Linked DNA regions of Gossypium hirsutum: all the other regions are linked to region 1. A link is a contact called in public Hi-C data. All regions are on one chromosome and are shown on one strand. Each heading gives the region's core, a stretch centred on a gene start, on an enhancer-like site or on the middle of the called end of the contact. The rest is flanking DNA. Distances are from core to core; before and after follow the strand shown.

Region 1 (2,907 bases), core at 3-2,502:
TTGTAATTAGATATTTACACAATTGTATTATTTTAAAAATTATTTTATATTTTTAATTAATGCTTTTAACACATTTGTATTATTTTATTTTAAAATGTATTTGAATATATAACTCATATTAGATATTAACATAACATAGAAAACATAAACCTAACAAATTAAAATATTACATATATTTAGATTAAAGTTTTAAAAAAGGATAATATTTATATACCAAATATAAATACTAAAAATTTTGGGAGAAGATAAAGATTAAAAATGTAAATAGAAGCCAAAAGCACTTTTGGATAAAGAAAAAGTTAAAATTTTCAACTTCTCCATTACTTTTTTTTAAATTGAAATTTTTTCTAAAATAACGTTTGTTTTTTAATGCTTTTAAGGGAGAAACAATTTTTATTCCAAAAATCTATGTAAGAAGCATTAAAGAACGGGCCTGAGTCTCGTTTTGACTCACGACGAAAGTTGTTTTTGAATTGGATAATTTTTTTTATTGTTAAATTTTCTCATGTAATATTGGATTTATCTTTGTTTAACCAAATTATTTTAGAGGCGGATTTTGATGTTTCAGATTATTCGTTTACGTGTAGGTCAATTAAATAAGATCATCGATATGCTCAGTTGTTTGGGCTCAAATTCTAAAAATGAGGTCTAATTTGGAGTGGGTTACTTCCATGAGCTTCATCATCTTATGCTTGCGAATACTATTTGACTTGCTGAATGGAATTATCATTTGTAGCCTTCATTTCAAAAAGGAAAATAATCATGACATAATTATGGTCTTCTAATTTAACAAACTCAATATCTGAGTCGTGACTCACATTTCATCTATTGAAGTCGGTTCTAGTAATGATTTTCTTAGAACTCAAGAATCTAATGATGGTTTTAAAAAAAAATATTAATTCATTAATGACAAGTGACAAATAAGAATGCATCAAAGAAATTTTTATAAAAAAAAAAAAAAAACCTATAACTTAGAGCTCTGACTGAAGAGATTAATTTTATAATTGATGTAACGGATTGGGACCTTATTTTGTACTCGACTCTTTCCTTCTATTAGAAGAATCATGGTGAATACATTTCATACTTGTAGTTGGGTTTTGCAACAAAAGGGGCGTTGATTTAAGATTGATGATACAATTTTTAGCTAACTATTAAATCTAAACAAAAATCCAGTAAAGGTGGAGTTGGAGGTTATCCCGTTCCATTGGATAAAAGTGGCCCGAAGCTGGTGTTGGAGATTGGGCCTATGGCTGATTTATATTGCAATGGCAAGGAACCTTGCTCTTATTACCGGGAAACAGAAGCCATTGGCTGAATCTGGGGATGGCTTTTATAACTAATTTGTTTTCAAGCAAGTATAGACAGAAGGAAGGTATTGAGCAGCAGGATCACAAAGGGTTGCTTTATTGCTTTAAGGTCTATTTCCACGTCAGTTTCGTTGAGATTAGAATAATAAGATTCGATAATGTGGTACTGAAATTAAAATTAATAGTGTAATATATATGTTAATTTTAAATATAACAATTACAGTAAGGATGAAAACGAAAAATGACTATAAAGCATAATTTTTAATATATGTAATTGATTATATATGTTATTATTATATTTATTTACATAGATTAAATAAAAATATTGCATATTATTTGAAATAAATTAACTAACAATAAATATTATGAAGATATTATAAGTAAAAAGTGTTCAAATAAACTAGTTATTATAATTAGAAAAGAGAAAATGTATGATCATCAACTCAAGGAAGATAATAGGCATGATTTCTTTTTCTTGTAGTGAATGAAAAGCTAAAAAGTTGGTCAAAATATGCTTCTATACTTGAATTTTAACAAAACTTTGGATTTCATTGGTAAAAGCGTCATGGAGGCCCTTGTACTAAGAGTTAGATTGTATTTGCTCCCTCTAATAAAAATTAGTAAATTAATCCCTATACATTAGAACAAATAGCAAATTAGTCCTTCTATTTAATTTTCATCCATTTCTACTGTTAAAAACTAGTTCCTGTACATCAACATGAGGTACACATGGCATGCCATTTGTAATTGTCTAGTTATTCCGTCAGCCATGCCTATTTTTAACAATAGAAATGGAGGAAAATTTTGAAAACCGAGCCAATTTGTGATATTTATAGTAATAAACCAATTACTGAATTTGCACCTATGTTTTCAGCTAAATGGATCCTTATCATTTCAAGCTTTCAACTAAACAACCTTCTTCACTATTCTTGTACCACAAACAGCTTCAAGTGTGGCCTCGAATGGTTTGAATCAAACACAAAACCAAAAATAGTTTTATTAACTTTTAGTGTGAAAACAAAAATTCTCTTATCAAATAGAAACCGATAGAATTGTTATTCCAGAAAATAGATTTAATACTTTGATAAGAAAACTCTCTCAATTTTCGGGTAGAGTAACAATATCTTTTAGTTGTATTTTTAGCTCTACCAATGTCATCTATTTATAGGGAGAAGAAGTAGAACCCTTGTTGAATTGTAGAAATAATTCAACTAGAAAAACAAACTCCTAGTCTAACCAGGAGTATAAAGGGCGGCAATCCTAGTTAATAAAATTAGGGTTTGTTGTCCCCCTCATTAACATAAGGGGCTTTTGGACCTTTTTCCATATCAGACCCAATTACAAGTGCTTCCTGGACTTTTAACCCAATACTTTATAATTCGATCCAAACCAATATTTGTTTTTATATTTATCCATTTTCATTTTCGTTTTAGAGAAAAACCACATTTCATTTCTAAATGTTTCTCATTTTTCAATTTTTATTTTCATTTTGGAGAAAACCACATTTTATTTCCAAATGTTTCTCATTTCTCTATTTTCACAATTTCTATTCATTTTTGTTCATTTGATTCAACATGCAATTCATTTTTGGTTTCAATGA
Region 2 (2,785 bases), core at 97-2,596, 68 kb after region 1:
TAGTGTCTCGGTTCAGCATCCAGGACAATCCCGACTCCGACATAAAGATTTTGGTGATGTTTTCTTCCTTTAAGAGAAAGTGGCATGTACATAGGATTTATAATAGTTATTTTGGCATGTTATATAGTTTTGTTGTAAAGTAAGATATTATGTGTTTTGATGATTATATTAGAAAAATGGTATAAGTTTTTTTTTTAGCTTTGGTATCAAGTTGAAATGGCTTAGTTAGTTTTATGTGTTAATTAGAAATGATAATAGGATTTTATTTACTTAAGTTGTTATGTCTATATGTCAAGTAGGATTAAGTATATAAATGCCTTGGTTGAAATACTGAAATTGGGTTAGTTATGTTTGAAATTTTGCAGGGGGTTTAATGTAAAAATAAGTCGAAATGCTGCCGAAATTTAAAAAAAAAATGAATGAAATCAATTAGTACAAATTTATAACAATTTATGAAGTATTTTAATATGTTGGTTGTTTATTTAGAATTATTTGTAAATTGTTTGATATGTCCGGTAATGCCTCGTAACCCTGTTCCGACGACGGTTTGGGGTTAGGGGTGTTACAAGTTGAGTCATGGATCTGTTACCAACAATCCTACCACATCCCAATTATAATGAAAGAATACAGGATAGCTATTCGGTTCAAGTGCTTTAAGAGGTCTCAAATCAAACATTATTTTTATAACTTCCTTTTCTGTGAATGGAGAATTTAATAAATATTTTAGATTCTCTAGTATCCGAGGAACCTCCAAACCAATTAAGAAATTATCAATTGCTTGTGAACTATTTTTGGGGGGTTATAAATATTCAATATCATATTGGCATTCAAATAATTTACCATTTTCACCTTTTTCTGTAAGTATAATGAAAGAATGCAGGATAGCTATTCGATTCAAGTGCTTTAAAGGCCTCAAATCAAACTAATTAAGAAATTATGAATTGCTTGTGAATTTTTTTGATTTGGTTGATTATAAATACTTATTTTTTTGGGTTATAAATGCTTTTAAAATAGTCTTTAAAAAATTTTTCAATATCATATGGGCATTCAAATAATTTACCATTTTCACCTTTTTTGTAAGTATTGTGTTCGTGACAGTGGCGGAACTAAAAAATTATTTGGGGTGGAACTAAATTGTATATTTTTATGATAGTAAACATGCAATTTCACTATTTTAATAGTCTATATATTTATAATTTTTAAAGGATTAAATTAAATTTTTATTATTTTTAGAAAGACCAAATTATAATTTTACCATTACTAATTTAAAATTTTATAAATTATAAAAAATTTAAATGATAAAATTTTCATTTTAGAGGGACATACCTGCAAACCCACCTGGCTCCGCCACTTGTTCGTGAGTCTTCTTTTATTTGCTAAGAAAATACGTGGTATTTTCGAAGAGAAGTTTAGACTTTAGTTTTGGGCCTAGTGATATTGGGTTGGGTTTAAATAAGCAAAGCAAATATTACAAGATAAGGAAAAGGAAAACCGTAATAGTATTTGAAGTTTGGGAAATAGGGCGAACGGAGCAATGCCTTTGGAATTTGGAATTGGGGAATTTGCATGCAATTAGGTATCTTGAGAACCTCTGCTAGTGTGAGTTGTTCAAATCCGCCGCCGTTGGTGTAGTCAGTATTCGGCCTTTCGGCTCAGCTCCAGGGAATTGTGAGTTTATTTAAGTAGCTGCTAAATTGATTCTCAATCAAAGAATCAGATGGCGATAGCAGGGGCAGGGCAGCTTAATCTGAACGAGTCGCCCTGCTGGGGATCAAGAAGCGTCGATTGTTTCGAAAAGCTCGAGCAGATTGGAGAGGGTACCTACGGGTCCGTTCTTCTGCTTTTCCTTCCTCTTATTTACTTATTTTCAATTTAGGGTTTATGTTTGTTTCTCTATTTTTCTTAAATAGGGCGTTCTAATTTCTCTTTGCTTAATAACCATTCACTGCCAGTTTAATTCAATTGCTAGTACTATATGTTTTTGCAGCCAAGTTTACATGGCCAGGGAAATAAAGACCGGTGAAATTGTTGCTTTGAAGAAAATACGCATGGACAACGAGAGAGAAGGAGTATGTTCTCGCCTTATACATTTATGTTTCATATAAATCAAAGAAATTATAGCTAAAAATTGCTCTTTCTCAACAAACTTGTACAGTTTCCCATAACAGCTATTCGTGAAATTAAAATTCTGAAGAAGCTCCACCATGAGAATGTAATTAAGCTCAAAGAGATTGTTACTTCTCCGGGTAATTATACGTGCTCGTCATTTTGCGATTGCCCCTTTTGCTTTTAATGCATTTATTGATTTGACTCCTACTTAAAATTACTCCTTTAACCTTTCCTTCATATTTTCTGGTTTTATATTATTTTTAATTGTAGGTCCGGAGAAGGATGAGCAGGGGAGACCAGGCAAGTGTTGTTCCATTCCTGATTAAAGTGTTATCGTCTCACACTTAATATTTGCTATGGTTTAACTCTTTCCCTTTTTTGCATTATAGATGGTAACAAGTATAAAGGTGGAATTTATATGGTTTTCGAATACATGGACCATGATTTGACTGGCCTTGCTGATCGACCTGGGATGAGATTTTCAGTTCCCCAAATTAAGGTAACCCGTTTTATAGGCAAAAAAGATAGAAGAGAGAGAGAGAGAGGGAGAGCACTCTGCATTCAATCATCATAATTTTGTTCTTCTAACCATGCTACCCTTTCTTCCAGTGTTACATGAGGCAACTTCTTACTGGGCTTCACTATTGTCATGTAAATCAAGTACTTCACCGTGACA
Region 3 (2,883 bases), core at 158-2,657, 120 kb after region 1:
AAGCAGCCATGGCCATTGATATTTCATCAGACGAATGCCCATAATGGCACTGACAAAGCATAATATAGATACTACAAATCATCTGATACGCCAAACTCAGGAATGCACCCTTGTTGTATCATATGGTTATCGGGACTACAACGCCACTTGGCAGCTACAAGAATACAAACAAAGTCTGGCAGGACATAGAGAAGCAAAAATAAGAATTAGAAACAATTAGATAGTTGAAACAGAAATATTGTGCAGAATGCAGAAATCCAACTGAAATTGTTACAAAGTTCCTTCCAATTTGTGCAGAAAAAATGCATAATTGAAAACCAAGAAAGAACCACCTCCCTCCCTCTCTCTCTCTCTCTCTCTCTCTCTCTCTCTCTAGAACCAAATGACAAATAGAGCATTGAAGTCTTACACATGAATACATATCAAATAATCCTAATCATGAAAAAAAATCCAACTTGATAACCATTGCAGTTTCGATATCTATGATGGACTATGAGCACTTCTTACTCTTGTACCATACATTGTGCGACATGAATTTCAAAGAATGAACTAATCAGTACAATAAAGCCTTCTCAGCCAGAATTGGACTTTAAAGCCAATTTTAAGGAACATGAACGCTTATAAGAAACAACATTTACATCATTAAAGGTTTTTGCTGCATTAGCATTCTTTATCTAAATGAGATTAGCAGCTTCTACTACAAGCAAGTCATTTCCCAAATCTTCAATCATTTTGAAGCATTTCTGTCAAATTTAAAGTTGCACGTACTAAACGCAAATATAATAACACAAGATTACTCTAAGATCAACTTCTCCAACCCTAAACTCTTAACTTGAAAATAAACTACTACCTCTGAAAGTTGAGCTGGAAGAATAAAACAATCACATTGATAAAGTGACACAAACTTTGCGACATAAATCGGACGGAATCAAGAGCTTAAAACGAAAATAGCATTCTTAGAATTCGCCTCTCAGCATGAGCTATTTATATTCCGAGCATGCTAAAAAAAGAAATTGACCTAAAAACGAAGTAAAGAATCGAGCAGGAAAACAAATGCTAACCAATCTGGAACTTAAAACACAAACAGAACCAAACTTTGGAGAAGAAAATGGAATGAAAAAACAAAAAATTAAAAATAAAGAGAAATTGAAGAAACCTTGAGATTGAGCCGATCTGCCGGCAGTGAGCTGCGAAGAGAAAACAAGCAAAAAAATAAAATAAAAATAACGAATAAAAAAAGATTCGATGCTACTTATCTTTTCTTCTTGGATTTCTTTTAAATTTTTTTTTTCTAATATTATTTTGGTTAAATTCTGAAAATGAAGATGTGATTGTGAAGAGAGAGCCTTTAGTCGTTGAAGAGAGTGAGGAAGAGAGCCATAGATTAGATGTTTGGAATTAAAGGGGGGCCGAGTTGAGATGGTGCTGCTTTCTCACGTGCGACTGCGACCTTCCGTACGTGCCAACCGACGCTTCTTGCTTTCTAGAAAAGAGTAAAGTCTAAAGTCTAATACTCCTAACTCTAGACTCTAAGCGAGTTACAGTAAACTTTGTCCACGCCCGGATCTTATTAAGATATTTCAATTTTGTGTTAATTGTTTTAAATTAAAATTAAAAAAATCTATTTTTTATCAAATAATGTAAATATTTTAATTATTTGTGATTTTATATAAAACTATACGCGTTTTCAACCCTTTTAAAAAAAATAAAAAAAATATGCAGGAAGTGGATGGAAATTTAACTAGATTGATATTGATATTCAATATAGAAGGATATTGATTCAAGCACGCTCAAATAGATTATCCTCCCTCTTTAAGGATTGGGGAAGAATATATATTATAAGAATTTATAATGAAATTAATGTTTAAAATAAATATGCCGAGATGATTTTAGTAACTAATTTTTTTTTCTCTTCACACTCTTAACTTATTACACTCCTTCGAAGTAAATTTTTTAATGAATAAAATATTGAATCGATTAATTAATTTTTTTGGTGAATAATTGATTAATTCATTTTAATAAACTAAATATTTAAATTTAAAATTATATATCACTAGAATATATCACATTTACTGTACCGCCATAGCCGCTCCCCACCTAAGAGTCATCTTGCATCCATCACAGCATTGACCTTCGAATAAGAAGAAAGGTTAAAGGTACCGACTACTTGGAAACGGAGAAAAAGTTACGCCGATTATAGCGGAAACCCCAGATTTTTTTCATATGATTATGCCCTCAAACTTTTGTGTGGCATTTTTAGGGCAACATTTTTGGGTACCCCAAAAGTTTGAGCTCGTGGCCACGTAATAACCATCAACAAGCTCTCTCGTTACACTCTAAGCCATGACCGCATAACGACCATCGACTGAAACCCCCACGTCGACTTCACCATTGATCGTAGAAATCAAATCACCCCATAACTAACTTTCCTAGGATAAGCTTCGAAAGCAATTATCCCATCTTGGCATGATATATGAAATGTGTGCGGCTCAGAACGATATCGCATCACCGACGACTCAAGAATACTTCAAATGTAAACCAAATATTTTTAGCGACTGAAATTTTTTAAGACTAGGAAATGGTTTATAGTGGAGGAATGGAGAGGATTGGAGAGAAATTATATGACTAGGGGATGATGAAGCTTGGTGTGTGTGAGCTCTTTTATAGTCACAGGGAAGGGTCTGTTTGTAAATAAAAATCTTGAAAACGCGCTGCAAGAGTGATGCACATAATCTAAATGTGTTTAAAGCGTCTGAATTATTTGAAGCGTCAGGCTTTTCACATCGGAAAATAGGAAATTTGCTAGAGAAAGCTCACCCAGTTGGGAGAGCTTTCCTGCTGACATGATAGGGAAGTGCACCTAGCTGGACACGCTTTCTAAAA

The links. Hi-C and Micro-C count contacts between places; a contact is called where the count stands out from the background.
Region 2: a Hi-C map of leaf shows a contact between it and region 1, with 2.2 times the contacts expected there. The contact joins the promoter of LOC107900711 here to the enhancer-like site in region 1. A contact is called at or near these places in 6 of 34 Hi-C or Micro-C datasets (callus, hypocotyl, leaf and 1 more).
Region 3: a Hi-C map of hypocotyl shows a contact between it and region 1, with 2.8 times the contacts expected there. The contact joins the promoter of LOC107900713 here to the enhancer-like site in region 1. A contact is called at or near these places in 6 of 34 Hi-C or Micro-C datasets (hypocotyl, leaf, petal and 1 more).

What each region holds. Positions count from the first base shown.
Region 1 is chrD08:54,305,881-54,308,787 of Gossypium_hirsutum_v2.1, reverse strand. No RefSeq gene overlaps it. Among protein-coding and RNA genes, the nearest start is that of LOC107899882, 12 kb to the left of the region's middle. Within about 2 kb of position 1,252, at least 2 of the 9 cell types and tissues checked have an H3K27ac peak or open chromatin away from gene starts, as enhancers often do. A contact at or near this core is called in hypocotyl and leaf, where this site is marked.
Region 2 is chrD08:54,237,938-54,240,722 of Gossypium_hirsutum_v2.1, reverse strand. It overlaps LOC107900711 (cyclin-dependent kinase C-2), which reads left to right and starts at 1,346. Exons shown (of 12, transcript XM_016826411.2): 1 at 1,346-1,827; 2 at 1,988-2,069; 3 at 2,156-2,246; 4 at 2,380-2,409; 5 at 2,499-2,608; 6 at 2,719-2,785. The coding sequence starts at 1,718.
Region 3 is chrD08:54,181,565-54,184,447 of Gossypium_hirsutum_v2.1, reverse strand. LOC107900713 (LRR receptor-like serine/threonine-protein kinase FEI 1) reads right to left here and starts at 1,407. Exons shown (of 14, transcript XM_016826412.2): 1 at 1,157-1,407; 2 at 1-175. The coding sequence starts at 42.